Linked DNA regions of Delphinus delphis: region 2 is linked to region 1. The links are chromatin contacts, called in public Hi-C maps. All regions are on one chromosome and are shown on one strand. Each heading gives the region's core, a stretch centred on a gene start, on an enhancer-like site or on the middle of the called end of the contact. The rest is flanking DNA. Distances are from core to core; before and after follow the strand shown. Region 1 holds the start of DSCC1 (DNA replication and sister chromatid cohesion 1). Region 2 holds the start of MRPL13 (mitochondrial ribosomal protein L13).

What was found. A called contact is a pair of places that touch in the nucleus more often than the background predicts.
Region 2: a Hi-C map of lung shows a contact between it and region 1, with 4 times the contacts expected there. The contact joins the promoter of MRPL13 here to the promoter of DSCC1 in region 1. A contact is called at or near these places in 2 of 3 Hi-C or Micro-C datasets (lung and muscle).

Annotation. Positions count from the first base shown.
Region 1 is chr17:61,789,974-61,794,784 of mDelDel1.2, reverse strand. DSCC1 (DNA replication and sister chromatid cohesion 1) reads left to right here and starts at 1,896. Exons shown (of 9, transcript XM_060035297.1): 1 at 1,896-2,277; 2 at 4,753-4,811. The coding sequence starts at 2,099.
Region 2 is chr17:62,288,256-62,293,005 of mDelDel1.2, reverse strand. MRPL13 (mitochondrial ribosomal protein L13) reads left to right here and starts at 3,102. Exons shown (of 7, transcript XM_060035298.1): 1 at 3,102-3,185. The coding sequence starts at 3,102. MTBP (MDM2 binding protein) reads right to left here and starts at 2,813. Exons shown (of 22, transcript XM_059995129.1): 1 at 2,669-2,813; 2 at 1,314-1,394. The coding sequence starts at 2,786.

The DNA.
Region 1 (4,811 bases), core at 647-3,146:
GGGCACTCTGCTTAATGATGACTGAAAACATATCCTAGTGAAGTTTATAGCTTACAGTCTTAGAGAAAAAAAACCCAACCAAACAAACAAACAAAAAAACTCCACATTAAGTAATTACACAAATGTAAATTTACAACTTACTTAAAATCTAGGCATGAGAGGTACCTTTGGCATGAGATATATATTTGACAGGCTTGACCTGATCAGGGAGGTCAGAGAAAGATTTCTGAGAAGAAATCTTGATCCAGGCTTGACCCAGAGTTGAATGATCCAGTGTAGTAGCCACTAGCCACCTGTGATTATTTAAATTTAAATTAACTAAATTAAGTAGAATTTAAAATTCAGGGACTTCCTGGTGGTCCAGTGGGTAACACTCTGAGCTCCCAATGCAGGGGGCCTGGGTTCGATCCCTGGTCAGGGAACTAGATCCCACATGCATGCTGCAACTAAGGGCCTGCATGCCGCAACGAAGATCCTGCATGTCACAACTAAGACCCAGGGCAGCCAAATAAATACATAAATACGAATTAAAAATAAAAGAAAATGCAGTTCCTCATTCACATTATCCACATTCCAAGCAGTCAAAAGCCACCTGTGGTTAGTAGCTACCAAATTGGACTGTGCAGATATAGAATATTTCCAACATCTCAGGAAGTTCTGTCAGACAGTGCTCAGCAAGGACTCTGTGCTTTCACTGTGAGGGCCCGGGTTCAGTCCTTGGTCAGGGAACTAACATCCCACGAGCCACATGGAAAAAAAGTAAAATAAATAAAAGACACGTGCTCAGCAAGAGAAGAACATGCCAGACAAACAGAGGCCCAAATGGTGGGAGGCACCGAAAGATCTTATTGTAAGCCTGTGTGCCTGATGTTAGGAGGAAGCCTTGAAGAGGAAGAGGGAAGCAGTAGTAGATGAGGCGGGATATAGACCTTCCAAATCGCCAGAGGGAAAAAAAATCAAACAAACAAAATCAGTTTAATGAGGGACAGTGAAAAAATAAGCAACAAAACCAAAAATGTTCAATAAATAAAAAAAAAAGAGAAGCAGTCAAATATTTATATTAGATCTAAATTTGCATACCGTGTATGCGAGCCTGTGTAGATCTGCTCGGGGGAAAAATGCTACATTCGGCACAGCCTAAGATCTAGGTTTGGTAGAAGATCTTATCTTGATGTATTAGAAGACACCTTAGAGAAAGCCGAGGGAGCACTTTACACATCCTGTAGTGGTGAGTTTGTCTCCCCAGGACTCTGCAGCGCCTTGCCTACCTCAGGAAGGTGCTTTCCTCTTGACACGGGGTCTCAGCCCCTCACCTGCCACCCAGCCCAGACTAGGTACTCAACGAATGGATGGATCTAGTCCGAGCCATAGATTCCCAGATATAATGAGTGGTCCCCAGACCCAAAGAAGTGAGATGTCCTGTGCAATTCTACCAGGACCTCACTGCCGGTCCAAGGTGTTTGCACAAACTCGGTGCGGTATTTTTCGAGCCGTAATAGACGAGACTGGAGTCAGACTTTACTACCTCCTGGCTGTGCCACCTGGGGTAAGGAGTTTGCTTCCTCATTTGCAGAACGGTATTTAAAAGGGTCCACTTCACAGGGCTGTGGTGAAGGATTCATGAAATTATGCATGCAAAGTGCTTATTGCAAGACCTGCCACTGGCGGAAGACGCGACTATTTTGATGGCGAGGAAATGGGGGTATTGGCAGGAAACAGGGCGGGGAGGAGGGCAGCGGAAGCGGTGCAGGAAGGTTCTACGTGGCGCCCCGCGGGGTCGCAGCTCAGCTCCCGCCAGCTTCCGCCGAGAGCTCCCCGCGGAGCCCGGGTTTCCTTCCAGCAGCCGCTGCTCGGCCTGGGGTGACCCGGCAGTCCTCCGCGGAGCACGAGTCCGGGAAGCTTTCGGACTCTCTCGGGGACGCCCCCGCGGCACGCTCCGCCCCGGAAACACGCCCCCAGCCGCCTAGGCGCGCTTTTAAAACAGGCACTGTTCTATTTCTTGTTTCGCCGGGTCGCGGCCTCCCGGGGAGCTTTGTTCTCCTGTCTTAAACCTGCGGCCCCTCGCGCACTGCGGAACCCCTCCCGACCCCGCGCAGCGATGAGGAGGACCCGCGACGAGGTGGACGCGACCCTGCAGATCGCCAAGCTGAACGCGGCCGAGCTGCTGCCCACCGTGCACTGCCTGGCCTTCGGCCCCGGGGCCAGCGCAGCCGCCGGCGACTTCTGCCTGCTCGAGTTGGAGCCCGCGCTGTGCCAGCAGCTTGAGGCAGGACACAGGTGAGCCGGGGCCGGGACCTGCCGCCTCCAGCCTCGTGCTATCCACCTTCTGATTTTCCTGCGGGGAAACACAGGATGGGGAAACTGGGCCAGAGAGGTGCATTGATTTGACCAGGTCCCTCGCAGCAGGCCGGTGACCTGATCCCCAGCTGGCTACCTTTTCCCGAGGAGTCCGCGCCACTGTTAATCCGTCCAGTTAGCTGGACTAGTCCGGCTGGTCTTGGAGGCCTCTGTCAGCGAAAACAAGTCCGGAAATAGAGTCTCGGGGAAGTTTTGGAGATGTTAACAGTGAGGCCAGGCACTACACAGAACGCTTTGCCATTCTATCTTAAAGTCCATTGGTAATATCCAGTATTTATGGAGTTCCTCTTGCCTGCTACTTATATGTATTTTACTCAGTAGATAGGACTGGGGGGGAATAAGTGTAAAGCTGTTTTTACAGACTTGGTAATTGTGGAAGGCCCTCAAAAAACAAACTTGCTTGGGGTCACTCAGTCGGGATCGGAAGCTGTTTTCTAATTCTAGGTCAGCTACGCATTTGCTGCAAGACCATGGGTTGAAAACAGAGGAGGGCTTCCCTGGTGGCGCAGTGGTTGAGGGTCTGCCTGCCAATGCAGGGGACACGGGTTCGTGCCCCGGTCCGGGAGGATCCCACATGCCGCGGAGCGGCTGGGCCCGTGAGCCATGGCCGCTGGGTCTGCGCGTCCGGAGCCTGTGCTCTGAAACGGGGGAGGCCACGTCAGTGAGAGGCCCGCGTACCGCAAAAACAAAACAAAACAAAGCAAAAACAGAAGTCCGTTCTCTCAACTTTGTGCAGTCCCTGGAAATGAGGGAAATGAGGAGTTAGGGGCTCTGGTTTAATTCTGTTCTGCTCTGTTGTTCCTCCCACACCTGTATTTTATTAGGTATCGTTTGTTCTCTTTTATGTTTTTTTAATTGAATCCTTCAGGCTTTCACTTTGCCTACTTTACTCATCTAGCCGTGTTATAGTTAACTGGCCAGTCTTCAGATGCTAGCAATAACGTATCTTTAAGGGAACTGAAGGAGAACGTCACTCATGGGTTTTCATCCCAGCTGAGTTGGCAGGAATTTGAGAAAAGACTTCAGGTGCGAGGACCTTCTTTGTACAGTTATAGTTAATCTAGCTGACAAAAACCAGAATGAAAATGTGTGTTTTAATTTTTTTTTTTTTTTTTGTAGAGGGAAGGGGTAGTTGTTTTAAACGAAATATTTGAAAGCAGGGATAGTGCCACGTGGAAATAAATGTTAAGAGTAGGTACTTGGGACTATTAAATGTTGTTAGCACCAAGAAGCTTTAAAAAACCTTTTATTTTCACTTAAGGATTAGTTTTTTTTGTTTTTTGTTTTTTTGCGGTACGTGGGCCTCTCACTGTTGCGGCCTCTCCCGTTGCGGAGCACAGGCTCCGGACGCGCAGGCCCAGCGGCCATGGCTCACGGGCCCAGGCCGCTCCGCGGCATGTGGGATCTTCCCGGACCGGGGCACGAACCCGTGTCCCCTTGCATTGGCAGGCGGACTCTCAACCATTGCGCCACCAGGGAAGCCCCAAAGGATTGGTTTTAAAAAAATATTTTCAGTCTTCTATTTCAGGTTTTTTATTATTTATTTAAAAGAAATGAATTGTGTACAGGAGGTTTAAATACTTTATAGACAAGGAAAACTACTAGAATCAGCTCCTTTTTTGTCATCTCCATTATCTTTATCATTTTTCTTCTTCCACCTCCTCACTTTTGTCCTTCCCCTCTTCCTTCTTCTTGCTTTTTTCCACCTGTGACCCTTTGTCAGAGACATCATTTAGTCTAGTTTGTAAACATACCATTTTCGTATTTTTCGTTCAACATTGCAGCTTTCTTTTCTCAGGGTCCCGATTTCTTTGCAGCATAGGTGACGATTAGGCCAGGTTGTGCTCCTTTGATTGTTAGGGGATACGCAGGCCAAAACAAGGACAACTCTTGGGTGGGTACCAGGACCAGCAGCATGGTCATCATCTGGGAGCTTATTAGTAGTGCAGAGTCCTAGGTCCCATCCCAGGCATACTGCATCCTGATCTGCTTTTTAACAGGGTTCCCTAACGTGCCTACACATAAGTTTGAGAAGTATTGCTTCAGTAATTTTAGAAAGTTGTGAAATCTTGACTGAAGCTTTTGGAAGCTTTTCCCAGCAGTTTGCACAAAGATGCCACGTGGTAACATTTGGCCTCTTGGCCTCCTTGGATCTTTTTTGCCCATGTGGAATTATTTTTCCTTAGTGAGGGCACCGGCTGCCCCTCTGGGTCTCAATTGGCCCAGGCCTTGCTCTGTGGAGCTCATGGGAGGGCTGTGAGAGCAGGGGCCAGACACAGCCTTAAGACTTAGCTTTAAATTCTAGAAGCCTAGGCAATTTTGGAGCTGTTTATAATGAAGATGTCCATTGGTGTCTCAGTAAACCAAGTATTTTCTTTTCCCACTTTCCTGCAGTCTTGTGATTCGTGGTGATAAGGATGAGAAGGCCGTTCTGTGCAGTAAAGACAAAACGT
Region 2 (4,750 bases), core at 1,853-4,352, 500 kb before region 1:
ACAGTTTTTAGTCCTGTTGGTACTTGACCTCTCAACGTAAGACTAAGAAAGGAATCGAAAATGACACATTTGACTACTTTCTCCCGAAAACACTTGCTTTCTGTGGAACCTATCTTTCCCACTGCTCCTTCTCATTCCTTTAAAAACTGGTGTTCAGCTCCTTTAAATACTGGGATTCATTTCAAGATTTTCTGCTATTCTCACTATCCAAAACAATCCCATCCTTTCTCATGGCTTGAACTGACATCTATATGTTGATGATTCTATAATCTGTTTCTCCAGCTTCACTCTCCTTTGGAGTTCCAGACACATGTATCCAACTTTTACAAAATATTTTCACTTTGCAATCTTACAGGCAACTAATCACATGTTCTTAATTGAACATGTCATAGTCCATCAAAATCTTTCTTGCAATACTAGTACTGGCTTAAATTATACCAACTTGAAAAATTAATGAGTATTACCAGCACTTGGCAAACTGGCTAAGGTAGCATACAGATATTAGAAATAATTTCCCAAAGGTGACAGTTGAAACCCAAGAGACAGGTTCTCTGATGAAAGAGAAAGGAACAGATTGTACAGTCACGAGAACTATAAAGGTATCAAAACAAGCACACTCTCCCTGACATCTCCAGAAACTTCCTTCAGCTTTTAGACCTGTTTTGATAACTCCTTTTTTCTGAGCCTCTGAAAGACACTCTCAGATAGAGGCCAAGAAAAGGAAGAAAAAAAGAGGATAACTAACAAAGATGTAAATACATGGATCTGTATAATGCCAATAGAAACCAAAGGAGAAAAGATTTTTACAAAGTAAAGAGTATTTTATTTTCAAAAAAGTCAAATACTTTGAAAAAGTTAAAGCAGATAAGAATGGAGAAAAGATGACTGAGTTTAACAATTATGAAGTGCTTTTAAAAGAATCAGTAAGAGGTAAGGATGGAAAAATAAAAGGTAAGGAAATGGGTATAAGATTAATGATGTATTTGTACTCATGACAAAATCACAAATCCTCCTTATAATGCCACATTACTCTATCTTATATGGAGCTGAAGATGGGCAAGAAAATCTCATAAAGGGAACAAAACTCAAACTGAGACCCTAAAATAATTTTCATAACAACTTTATGACATCCAAGCATCAGGAAGAGAGGGATAGCGTCTTTTCCATTTTGTATTTCTTTCATTGCTTCCCTATCCCAGTGACTTGTACACAGTCAACAAGTGTTTCTTGGACTCCCATGTGACGAGATTAATTAAATTTATTTCCAATGCAAATGCTGTGCCAGTGAAAAGAGGGGTTTATGTTTTACTTACCAGGGAAGGTACTATCTTCTGGATTAATTGAAGCATTAATGCTTCTTTTCAGGAGGTGATAAACATTTGCTGCTCTTAAGTCTGAAAAAGAAAAAAACAAACTAAGTCAACTGGGTTCAAGAGTTACACAATGTAGATCTATTCCAGTTTCATCATCAGAGATTCTCAAGTACACTATATTGTACATAAAAGAACTACACTCTGTTCAAGTTTTGATATAATAAATCTAAAGCAAGCAGAGAAAATAGGTAAAGCTCCCGGTTTGCACATGCCTGCCAGTTAACACAAATCCAAAATTCCCCCAAAAGAATAATTTTAAACGGAGAAGGAAAATCCTGTTACAATACTCTGTACACAACCCCATACACTTCCTCCTCAAAGCGCCGCTTTATCAAAACAAGCTAAATAAAATGCAATACAGGGCTTCCCTGGTGGCACAGTGTTTGAGAGTCTGCCTGCTGATGAAGGGGACGCGGGTTCGTGCCCCGGTCCGGGAAGATCCCACATGCCGCAGAGCGGCTGGGCCCGTGAGCCATGGCCGCTGAGCCTGTGCGTCCGGAGCCTGTGCTCCGCAATGGGAGAGGCCACAACAGTGAGAGGCCCGCATACCGCAAAAAAGAAAAAAAAACTTAAAAAAAAATGCAATACAGATTCTAGACAGGAGCACCAAAAAGCTGTGCATTCTCAAACGGTCGTAATTGTCTTAAATTTATGATTTGTTTTGTTTTTTTTGCGGTACGCGGGCCTCTCACCGCTGCGGCCCACTCCCGCCGCGGAGCACAGGCTCCGGACGCGCAGGCCCAGCGGCCATGGCCTACGGGCCCAGCCGCTCCGCGGCATGCGGGACTCTCCCGCACCGGGGCACGAACCCGCGTCCCCTGCATCGGCAGGCGGACCCCCAACCACTGCGCCACCAGGGAAGCCCTATAATTTGTTTTTTAACTTAGTTTACGTGTGGAACGTCTCCTCCCGTTAGGATGTAAACTCTAGGAGAGTAAGATCCTTTTCCATCTTGTTCCTTTCTGTATTACCTGCATTTGGAACACAGGAGGCAGAACTACCTATTGAATGCATATATGTCCAAAGAACAGAAATTCCATTTCCAAGGCGTAGGGAATTTATACAGTTAAATATTTACTGTGTCGGAAACTTATGAGCGCTGGAATCTTACATCCACAATTTTGTCCCTATTTTTTCTACGGAGAAAATATTTTTATCAGCCCTTACCAGGTCGATCCCAGATAGAATCACAGCTTCCTGGGACAACTCCATACAGGTCACTCCGGCAGAACTTGATCACAATTTTTTTCTCCTCCCTGCAAGCCGTTCCCGCTCTTTCTCAGCCCAGCGCTTACCTGGCTGTTTCTCGGTACCCTCAGAGGACGAAGCCCCTGGCCCATGCTCCGCCACCGCACTCGCCACCGACGGGACTTTTTCTTCCTCCCAGATCACTAGGAGTAGGTACCGATCCATCTCTCAGGGCTGAGGCCCCGTTTCAGGTCTCTGCTTCCACATCCAAACAGGCCCGCGCTACTGACGCACTTCCGGTTCCTTCTACTTAGGTCGGCTGGAAACTGTGTGCCCTCCATTGGTTTTCCGCAGCTTTTCCAGCAAGCGAGTTACTTTCGGGGGTTATTCTCTCAATAACTAGATCATTTCCTCCCTTCATGACGAAGCTGCTACGGTGGCAAGATTGGAGGAGATGCAGGAAAAGCAGAGAAGCAGACGAGTGCTGGCTTGTCCAGGATCCGACATGTTCGGCTGCATGCGTTTCCCGCCGGGCCCTTGATGCTGCGGGACAGGTCTTGGATCCTGGAAAAAGGACTGTCCTGCTACTGGGGAAACATGTCGAGTTTTTCTAGGGCGCCCCAGGTGAGATCGGACTCTTGTAGCTCGATGGCATTCATTACGCTGACAGAAGGAGGTCGGATTTAGTGAAGCTGAGTAGGATGGGAAGCCGGGTCCTTGGGCCAGGAGATGCTTCGGTGAAGCACAAAGGGTGGTGATTCTGACCACCACTTGCTGTCGTTTTCTTGGTACTCCTACCCTCCCCTTTTCAGCCAACCCCTCTCGTGTTTCTCCCCCCCCCCCCCCCCCCCCCCGCCTCGGGAAGAAGGAGGGAAGGTCAGAGAGGTAATAAGCTGGATCATATAGGGCATTGTAGACTATTGTAAGAGTTTGATTTACTGAGCAAAATAAGGGGAGTAACATGATCTCGCTTAAGTGTTAAAAGGAGCATTCCGACTGCTGAGTCGAGAGTAGACTGTACAGAGATGGGGATTGGTGGAGAAGAGAACCAAAGAATCTGTTTGGAGGCTATTGAAATAATCCCGGCTAGACATGATGGTGGCACAAACCAGACTTAGTAACTGTGTAGTATTGAAAAGTGGTCACGTTCCGTTTTAAGGTGGAGCCAACAGGATTTCCTGCAGGACTGTATGTGCGCCGACAGCAAAAGAAAAAACAAGGATTATTCCAGGGTTTTTTGTTTCAACAACCGGAAGAACGTTCCATCAACTGAGATAGGCAAGGCTGAGATTGAAGCAGATTTCAGGAGGAAGAGCAGGAGTTGGTCTAAGCCGCCTCTTAGTCTAGTCCTGCTCCAAGTGTGATTCCTTCCTTGGACTGTTTGTTACCTGTCCCTAATGAGGTAAATACAGGAAGTAAAATTAAACATTAAAAAACTGTAGCAGGGCTTCCCTGGTGGCGCAGTGGTTGAGAGTCCGCCTATCGATGCAGGGGACACGGGTTCGTGCCCCGGTCCGGGAAGATCCCACATGCCGCGGAGCGGCTGGGCCTGTGAGCCATGGCCGCTGAGCCTGCGCGTCTGGAGCCAGTGCTCCGCAACAAAACTGTAGCAATTTGACATTGTGGCAGTATTGTAATTGTTTTATCAAAAGTTTTGTTTTGTTTTTTCTATCAGGTATTGGTCTGCAGTGGATTGGGGAAAAACTAGTCTTCTGCTGCATATGGTTTAAGAAGCACTGTAGTGTATATGCCAGGTGGGCAATTGAATGCAAGTGTAGAGTTCAGGAAAGAGGTCCAGGCTGGAGATGTAAATTAGGGAATCATAAACATACAAATGGCATTTAAAGTTATGGGTCTGGATGAAGCCTGTGTGGAAATGTGTAAAGAGAAGAGAGGAGGACCAAGAACAGTTCTGGAACATTTCAACATTTCAGAGGCAAGAGAAAGAGAGAACTAGCATGATAGGAAAACAAAACAAAACAAAGCAATAGAGGATGGTGTCCTGGAAATCAAGTGAAGAAAGAATACCCGGGAGAGGGGAATGATCAACTGTGTCAAAGACTTAGAATTGACCAGTGGATTTAGTAATGTGAAGGTCATGGTAAACTTGGCAGGCAGTAGTGTGCTGGTGATGGTGTGGGAAGATAAAAGCCAGGGTGGAGTAGGTTGAAGAGAGAATGAGGAGAGAC